Linked DNA regions of Hordeum vulgare: region 1 is linked to region 2. Evidence: chromatin contacts called from public Hi-C data. All regions are on one chromosome and are shown on one strand. The core of a region is the stretch at or near the end of the contact, and the rest is flanking DNA. Distances in the headings are between cores, read along the strand shown.

Region 1 (4,571 bases), core at 1,969-4,468, 150 kb before region 2:
AAGGTGCGCTTACTCTCTGCTCTCCTCTGTCGACGAGCCATACATCCATGTTGATTGCATCTGGAGCTCTAAGGCAACACTCAAGGTCATGATCTTTGGCTGGCGTCTACTACGCGACAGACTCAACAACAAGGCAAATCTACACCACAAGACTATCGCCCTAGATTCCTCCTGCCCGAGGTGTGACCATCCATTCGATGACGCCACTCACTTGGTCCTCTCATGCCCATAGGCGGCGCAGTTGTTGCAGCTCCTCGGTCTTCACCCTCCGCCCGACATCAACCATCTTGGTATTCTCGTAATGCCCATGTGTTCCGCTATGAGACTGACTCAACCTTAGATATTGTTCGCAATGTAATCTTTGATTCCACGCTTTGGGTCTTTCGTTTTAAAGACATCCTATGTACAAATGTTGCCCTGTCTTGATGCACGTTCGTGTTCCCTCGGCTGTAATCCTTGATGTAACTTTTACACACGGTTCCGGCTCCTTTAAGTAATATATTCAGGTGGGGATGCTCACACCCCAATGATTGTTCAAAAAAAAGTAAAATTAAAGTCAAGCAACAGAGCTAGATTGTTATTATTATGCCATAAGGTTCTTAGCTTTGTTCTTCGTGCATAGGAATTTGAAAAAGAGGTTCAAGCTGGTGTTAGAATTCTTGTGGTTTTCCTTTTGAAACTAGGCTCAAAGGGAAATTCCCTCCAATATTTATTTGCCCATTACTTTGAACCTAACACATCAATAGTGGTATCATATAATTTTTTCTATTACTGCAACTTACCCCCACTTTTCCTATGAATATCAAACGAGCCTTTTGGGCTTGGGTCGTTGGAGGTAAGAGTGTGAGAATAATAGCCGCAGTAGCTAGTCGTGCAAGGGCGTCCGTTGAAAAAAAAGAGTAAATACTACTTTTTTTGTAACTAATATAAGACGTTTTTCTGAGTACTACTACCTTTGTCGGGTTTTATTGGGATCCCGTATTTTGGCTGAGACAATGACCATCTACATAACTAATACTCCCTCCGTCACAGTTTATAAGGCATGCACGTGTATGTAGGTCGTCAATTTAACTTATATAAAATATATTGTTTAACATAAAAATTATATCATTATAAATAAAACATCTAAAGTTTCTGATGATATATTATTTGTAATATATGCCTCTCATTAAGTAGGTCAAATTGACGACCTAGATACACGTGCCGGACTTATAAGCTGAAGAGAGTACTCCCTCCGTTCCTAAGGCTCTGTTTGGAACCATGCAGATTATATAATCCAGTTTTTATAATCTATTCTGTCTTCAAAGAGGACAGATTATGATGTAGATTATTAAAGCTAGATAAACAGATTATTAAAAACTCATAATCTACTCCACACAAGCTAATATCAGATTATGGATTGCTAATGACCCATTACTCTTGTAAAGTTGAAGATAATTACATTCCTCCTCTTTAAAAAAAACAGAAGACGGACAAGTCATTGTGCAATGTAAAACATGGATTACAATTCATATAATTTGGCCTCCAAACATGTCCACCTAGATTATTTTTATAAACCAGATTATATAATCTATCTTCATAATCCAGATTATCATAATCTATTATGGTTTCAAACAAAGCCTAAATATAAAAAATTTAGAGGTTCCATTAGGGACTATATACGATGTATATAGTCATACTTTAGAGTATAGATTCATTAAATTTTACTTCATATGTCTCTAGTGAAATTTCCAAAAAGACACATATTTAAGAACTGAGGGAGTACAATATAAAGTATGTGCTACCGAAAGTTGCATTCTTCTACGGATTAATAAAAAAATATTATTGGGTTATTTGAAATGGCTTTTCACCGACATAACTTTTATAATATATAGTTTATATTTTATTAGTTAAATTTATATGTAAAATTTTAGCACAAAATAAGAGGGGACAAAATCTAGTAAACAAAGGTGAGAAGAGCAACGTCATGGAGAGTGACGTTTTCGTGGGTGGGGACATTGAAGAACTTTGTTTCAAATGATTCAAAAAAATCTCCAGAAACTTATACATATTTGTATCGGATCTGTAGAATGTCATTCAAAAATATTATGATTTGCAAGCTGCACGGAAAACAAAAATCCTACCCAACAACGAAAAAATGGCCCATTTTTCATGTACATGTTTTTGTTTGTGTAGGCCACATATGAAAGTATATTATTAAGAAAAATATCTGGATTCGTTATATATGCATTTTTGTATGTATAAAAAACCCTTTTTTGTGATGCAGAAAACATGCCTTTTTAAGTCCTCATCGGGCTCGTCCTTCGTTTGCAATTTATTTTTTCACACTAGTCAGTTTTGCCATTAAAAGTTACAACTGCTCAAAACTGCCGCTTCGTTAGACGCATGCACACAAATGTCACGGGACACCATTATTGTTAGCTTAAACCTTATTTGTCATGTTATAATGGCCAAAGTACCTAAAGACCATGTCAGGTCTTTTTCTATCTCACCACAATAAAGGGTGGGTCCCATTTGATCCCAACAACATTCTTATATTTTTAAAAGAAAATTACCCGCTTGCTTACTGCTGACAAGTGGGGTCCATATCTAACATTATGAGATAGAGAAAGCTGACATGTGGGCATAAGAGTATTTTCGTCATATAACATGATTAACGAATTTGGCCTAATAATAATAATGTCGAACGGTATTTTTGAGCAAATATCTAATAGAACGATGGCATTTTTGAGATGTCTAATGACATTTTTGAGCAACCATCTCACGGGCAGTTTTAACCAGTTGTAATTTCTAATAACAAAACTGATAATGAGACGCACTCAGTGGCATAAACAATAAAAACCCTGTTTTGAAAAATCTTCGTTTGCTATTTTCGAACGGCATGTCCATGTGTATCAAAAGACACTTGGAATCTCGCAGGGCATTACTGTGGTACACGCACAATTAGCCCGGTCCCCCACTAGGCGGTGGCTCCGGCACGCCCATACATGCAGCCACCAATATCTCCAAGTACAGTGCACGTACTGGAGCCGGACTAGCGGGTCTCGGGCAGCCAATCCCACTCGCCTATTCCCGATCGGACGCGTGCTGTTCGTCCAACTTGTGGCCCGGGCGTCGGATCCGAGACCGAACGGACGCCAAGTGGACCGAAGGAACGTGGTACTGTTGCGTGATGCCCTTGGGGCCGGTAGGGGTGGGGCTGGGGGTGGCGCCAAATTAAAGGAGGATCAGCTGGTCTGGCCTGGCCATGATGATGGTGATCTGAATTTCTGGGGGATATCACAGTGACAGTGTGGTCAAAGAAGCAAGCACGGAGGGCAAAGGGCAGGGGCCGCTAGCTAGCTGTGGTCTCCCACGCTGCCCCATAACCCTATCCTGTCCTGCCCCGCACCGCCCTCGTCGCTTCTCCCAGACGAGCACGTACACGGCCAGAAAACTTCACCGCTCCGGCGTCGTTCCCTCCCGTTTCTCTCTCTGGTCCTTCCACAGTTCCACTGCACGCTCGCTCGCTCGCTCGGTCGGTTTACTCTTTAATTTCACACGCACGCAGACGCAGACGCAGACGCAGAGCAGCTCTCTCTTCTCGCGGTGGCGGAGCGGCGGGAAACGGGGGGACGTGGGCGTCGCGCAGCCACGGACGCGGGGGCAGCGTCGGGGCGCTTTCCGGCTACAGGAAGCTGTACCACGGCCATCATGGGGCCGGGGCCGGGGCAACCGTGCGCGCGCCACTGGCCCGACTCAGAGACCGGTTGATGAGAAAAGGCTGCGACCGTTTGGCGTGGGGACGTACCAATGGTACCCAGTGGGGGTCAGGTCCGGGGTTGGCCGGTTGCGGTTCAAGTTTTTGGTAGCAGCTACGTCGTCCTTCCCTCGCCGTTTCGGGTGCAGCAAGAGCGGAAGAGGCATCTCTCGGCCACGACATTAATGGTCCTCCCCTCCATGTGTTCATTGTGGGCATCTCTGACCATGTTTATGCCCATTCATGGCGTTTGCGGTGACGTTCATAGTTTTCTTTTTCTAGTTATAAGTAGAAGGAGAAATGCATCGGCTCGTTCTGGTGCTTGTAAACATGTTTACATGACCCATGGATCTAATTGTAATTTTTGCGAAAGTGCCCTTCTCAGCTTGAGCTCCAATGAAAGTAGATGAGCAGTAAACTTTCTTTTTGCAACAAACATGGAGAAAAGTTTCGCATGAGTGTAATTTTTTTAGTGAATGAACATGCGTTCAAACTTCCGTGATTCAGTCACATTCGTGGAGCTGTGAGCAAAAAAAAAAGATCAATGTTCCAAAAATAGTCTTTTCTAGCATCTATTTTGTTTTCTTTGTCGGCACTTCCAGAAATGTGATTTTTTTCACGAATTTTTGCATGCATGTAAAAATATTCTGAATGTTTGTTGCAAATAGAATTCAGATTTAAGTTCATTGGAGTTCATTTGAGCTCGAGCTGAGATAGTTTGCGTCCAAATTCGTGTTATCTTTTATGATCTCTGTATTGCCATGATTAATTATGAATAGCTTGAAGATTTCTTCTTTTAAAATAAGAAAAAGAATCTACGGCATATTTATTT
Region 2 (4,394 bases), core at 538-3,037:
GTGAACAAAGGTAACAACTTTCATATGCATCGCTAGTTCCGCATGGAAGTTAATTGATGGCTGTGAAGTGGGTACCTCATTAATTGCACACTCTTTGTTAGCGCTTCGAAAGTTTCAACTGGAATGGCTCGAAATTTCCGATGTGACAACGTAAGGTTTACAAGGTTGATTCGGTGGCTCGAAATGGGATGTTGGAGGCTCCGATTGAACCAAGGTTTAAAACAACAACTACATCTGGATGGTTTGATGGTTCCAAATGGAAGTGCTTTGGCAACACCGAGATGCATGTAGTTAGAAAGATATAGTGGAAAACTTGAAGGAGATTGATCTCTAAACACATCGAGCAAAAGTCTTATTGTCACATCCTCGTCCCATTTTGATAGATTGCATGCATATGTACTCAATGTGATATTTTAGGATCATTAAAATGAAAATGAAAAATCCTTTGTCTTGTCCAACACTTGTCTTTAAGCATTTTTAGGGGTCACCTTCCATTCCAATATTGTTCCTGAAAAAACTTTTCATGAAATATATTTGAAGTACCATCAGTTCTTTGAGATATCTTGACATGGATTACCAAAATTCACCTTGGCGATTAGATGCACTTTCACCCTTTCATTAGAACATGCATATAGTTGGGGGTGTTTAATGTTTATCATTGCTATCAATTCTTCTATAGTGACATGACAATTTGTCTGTGACATTTTCTTTATTTTTCTTTGACGAAGCTAGAGAATAGAATATAGGGATTTTTCATGAACCAGACACCATAAATATGCTACCATGCCATAAAGCGAAAATGACCAAGCCACTTGTTACTATCCCTTTTGTCTTGACCCACATAAATGTTACTATTTCTAGCCCACATAAATAGCAATTGTGACATGCTTATAAAAAATAGCACATGATTAATAAAAGGAGTTTTCCTACACTTATGATGCAACGGTCGTTTGGGAACCTATATTGTCAAATACTCCCTCCATTCAGAAATAAAATCATGTTCTATTTTTTTATTAGATACATATACACGCTTTAGTGTGCTTGTTTACGCATTTCAATTTGCATGCAGTTCATATTAAAATATTCAAAACATCTTACAATTGTGAACACATGAAGTAACATTTAACCGAATATTCAGGCTACCGAATTGTTCTTAACCATCCAATCCAACTATAACATAGAGCTATAGCCACTCGGCAAAATAACATATTTACTATGAAAATTTTGAATTGAGACATGACCCTTTTAAGATCCGAGTCAAATTTGAATAGTTGCATATCGAGTTCAATATTCTTTAGGCCCGGCTCTTCCACAGACGGCTTATGAAATAAGCTATAAGAAGGGGGCTGGTTATCTTAGAAGCAAAAAATGAACGAGTTTTAGGCTGATACTCGCGTCTAAATCTTGCTATATATCCAGAATACATGTTAGAATAAAAAAACATGTTCACAGTCTGACTCTTCACTACAGGTCAACTCCATAAGTTTTCTGTTTCCCTATCATTTTCATATTGTCACTGTCGATAATATACGATGACATGACCAAAAGTGCACCTTGTTCAAAGGAGGGATGAAGCCCCCAACCCCCCACGGCCGAATCTAGCGGAGGAGAGAGGGCCACGTCTCCTCGCCCCCTCCACCTGCGATCGGGGCCGTCCGTTGGACCGCGCGACACGGGTGACTATGCGGCCACAGGTCGGGGCTCGACACAGGCATCGACACATCACACGGCGCCACAGTGAAGTCGTTGTTCACCCCAATCTGTGACCACCACGCCATGATCACCACCACCGCCTAGCTGCTGATCGAGCTCCCCCCCTAGATTCCCAGGAGAGCGCCTCCTCCCCATTCCCCCTCTCTCTCTAGCCTCTTCTTGTGGTGCTTGTGCGGCGCACGCATGCCGCTGCTGCCGCGCACACGGCCCGAACAGTGAGAGGGGGGGCTGGGCAGGGAGAGGGAGGGACGCCGCCTGCGACTGCAAAGCTGGCATCTTCTGCCCCCCCGGCCTCGCCCCTAATAACAGTGGAGATTCCCGCCTCCACGCCCCCAATTATGGATACCCGCGCGGGGAGAAGGAGATAGGAGGAGGCAGGAGGAGTAGTCGCGACGCGCGAGGCTGTGGCCATTGCTCCGGCTCCAGGTGAGCGGCTCCGCCCCCTCCCTCCCCTGCCCGAGGTCCTACCGGATGGCCGGATCTTACTCCGGCCCCTGGGGCGGCAGGATCTTGACGCCGCCTTCCTCGATTTGCCGGCTTTCTTTTTCGGTCCCTCGCATCCCTTTTTCCCTCCCGCCCCGTGGTTCCCGTTCGCAGGCCGGGCTGCTCGTCGTCCCTCTTTGGTGGTTGAGTTGCCAATCTGGTATGCCAGGTTGTTGCTCCCTGCCAGTGCCATGGGAGTTCCGTGATGCCTGCACAGTAACAGCTTCAGGCGTTCTCTTCTTATTTCCTTCCGCCTTCCTTGTTGGCCTCGCTTCCGGGGCCAAATGCCACGGAAAGCTTAGCAGCTCGGCCTCCAAGAATCTTCGCCACGGGAGCAGGGAGCTCCATTGCCGCTCTGCAACCGGCATCAATCCAAGCTCGCGTGCCTTCAGCTGCAGGCTCTCTTCTGCGGCCAGATAAAAGTTGCATTGCTCCAGCAAAACCGATTTCAGGCCTGCTATTGGATGTAACACAAGGGGAGAGTGCTTGCCGTTTGTTCCCCCCGATTTCTTGTCGGCGGGTTGTTTCTTCTTTTGATTATGCCTTTTCTCTTTCAGCAAAGTGCACGATGCCTTTGCCAAACTTCACCCGCGGTGCCGCCTGCTTAATTTGCGCGTAGGCCCTACCCTTTTCGCGTCGATATTTTTGTTATCATCACAAGTACTCCGTGTGGTAGTTGTCATGTGGATTTATGCCAATTCCCTGTGTTTAAAGGCAGAATTTGTGCCATGCCTTTCGCCGAACAAACGGATGGAGACTTCCTCCACCCTCTGGCTTTTGCAGATTCCACTCTCCTGTGATATTCTCTGCTTGGTTCTACGGCGGATGCGCAACAAGAATATACATATACAATGGGTCATATTCGTCGTACAGAGGATTCCTCTTATGATATTATCTGCTTTTGTTTGCGTGGTTGCAATCCTGCAAGAACCTATTCCCCGAGAATATCAGGCTACTCCACCAGCACTTGTTTATTTATTTTCTTGTGTATAATAGCTTGGATGCTAGCTAGCCTCACACTCATACATTGCTTAATTTCACCATACATTTCCCAGTCTGATGTAGGTCTATTAGGGTGCAAACACATTTGGTAGATTGCTGAGTGCTAACTTTCCAGTGTCTCCTCTCCTGACATTTTTGCCTTGGGGCAAGATTATGTTCTCAGACTTGTTTGCTCTAATTTTTAGGGCCATAGCTTCTCCTGTCCACTACGCCTGTCAACTGTTCGGCACGATGAAGCCTTCAGATGACAGGATGCAGCTCTCAGGTTTGACGCGGTCGGAAGAGTCGTCTCTTGATGTGGAGGGGCATTGCTCTCACCATGAGGCATTTCCTTGTTCTCCGTCGATGCAACCGGTTGCTTCTGGGTGCGTGCACACAGAAAACAGCGCGGCATACTTCTTATGGCCGACTTCAAACCTGCAGCATTGTGCGGCGGAGGGACGGGCAAACTACTTTGGGAACCTCCAGAAAGGATTACTGCCGGTACTCCCTGGAAAGCTGCCCAAGGGTCAGCAAGCAAATAGCTTGCTTGATTTGATGACCATAAGAGCTTTCCACAGCAAGATATTGCGGCGTTTCAGCCTTGGGACGGCAGTGGGCTTCCGCATAACAAAAGGGGTTCTCACAGAAACCCCTGCCATTCTTGTCTTCGTTGCTCGAAAGGTTCACAAGAAATGGCTTAATCCGAACCAATGCCTTCCTGCAATTCTTGCGGTATGAGAACCTCATTTTATCTCTTGTCTTATATTATTGGACAGGCTTGTTTTCAGACTTGGAGTCGTTTTTGTCTTTGACTAATATCTTTCACTTGGCTGGATGTTTACAGGGTCCAGGAGGTGTTTGGTGTGATGTTGATGTCGTAGAATTTTCATACTATGGTGCGCCGGCTCAAACACCTAAAGAACAGACGTTTAGTGAGCTTGTTAATAAGCTGTGTGGCAGTGACGAATATATTGGTTCAGGCTCTCAGGTTTATACATCTATGCTCTTATCTGTATTGGTTTGCATTACCTAGATATCATCTTCTTGAAGCAGTGAATGCTGCCATGTGTACAAATTGGATTGGGCACAAACATGCACTACTAGTTATTTTCTCTGTCTTGCCAGTGGGCTGTTCAAATTTTGTGAAGATTCTTTGGACAAAGTGAATAAAATTGCAGTGCCCATAAGGTTATGACAATGGCTGATAGGTACTA

The links. Hi-C and Micro-C count contacts between places; a contact is called where the count stands out from the background.
Region 1: a Hi-C map of seedling shows a contact between it and region 2, with 2.8 times the contacts expected there. The contact joins the enhancer-like site here to the promoter of LOC123427603 in region 2. A contact is called at or near these places in 1 of 6 Hi-C or Micro-C datasets (seedling) and 1 of 1 datasets of contacts at active chromatin or transcription factors (embryo).

What each region holds. Positions count from the first base shown.
Region 1 is chr2H:599,759,433-599,764,003 of MorexV3_pseudomolecules_assembly, reverse strand. No RefSeq gene overlaps it. Among protein-coding and RNA genes, the nearest start is that of LOC123433787, 130 kb to the left of the region's middle. Within about 2 kb of position 3,218, at least 3 of the 3 cell types and tissues checked have open chromatin away from gene starts, as enhancers often do. A contact at or near this core is called in seedling, where this site is marked.
Region 2 is chr2H:599,606,153-599,610,546 of MorexV3_pseudomolecules_assembly, reverse strand. LOC123427603 (protein NARROW LEAF 1) reads left to right here and starts at 1,787. Exons shown (of 6, transcript XM_045111682.1): 1 at 1,787-2,139; 2 at 3,384-3,912; 3 at 4,025-4,168. The coding sequence starts at 3,430.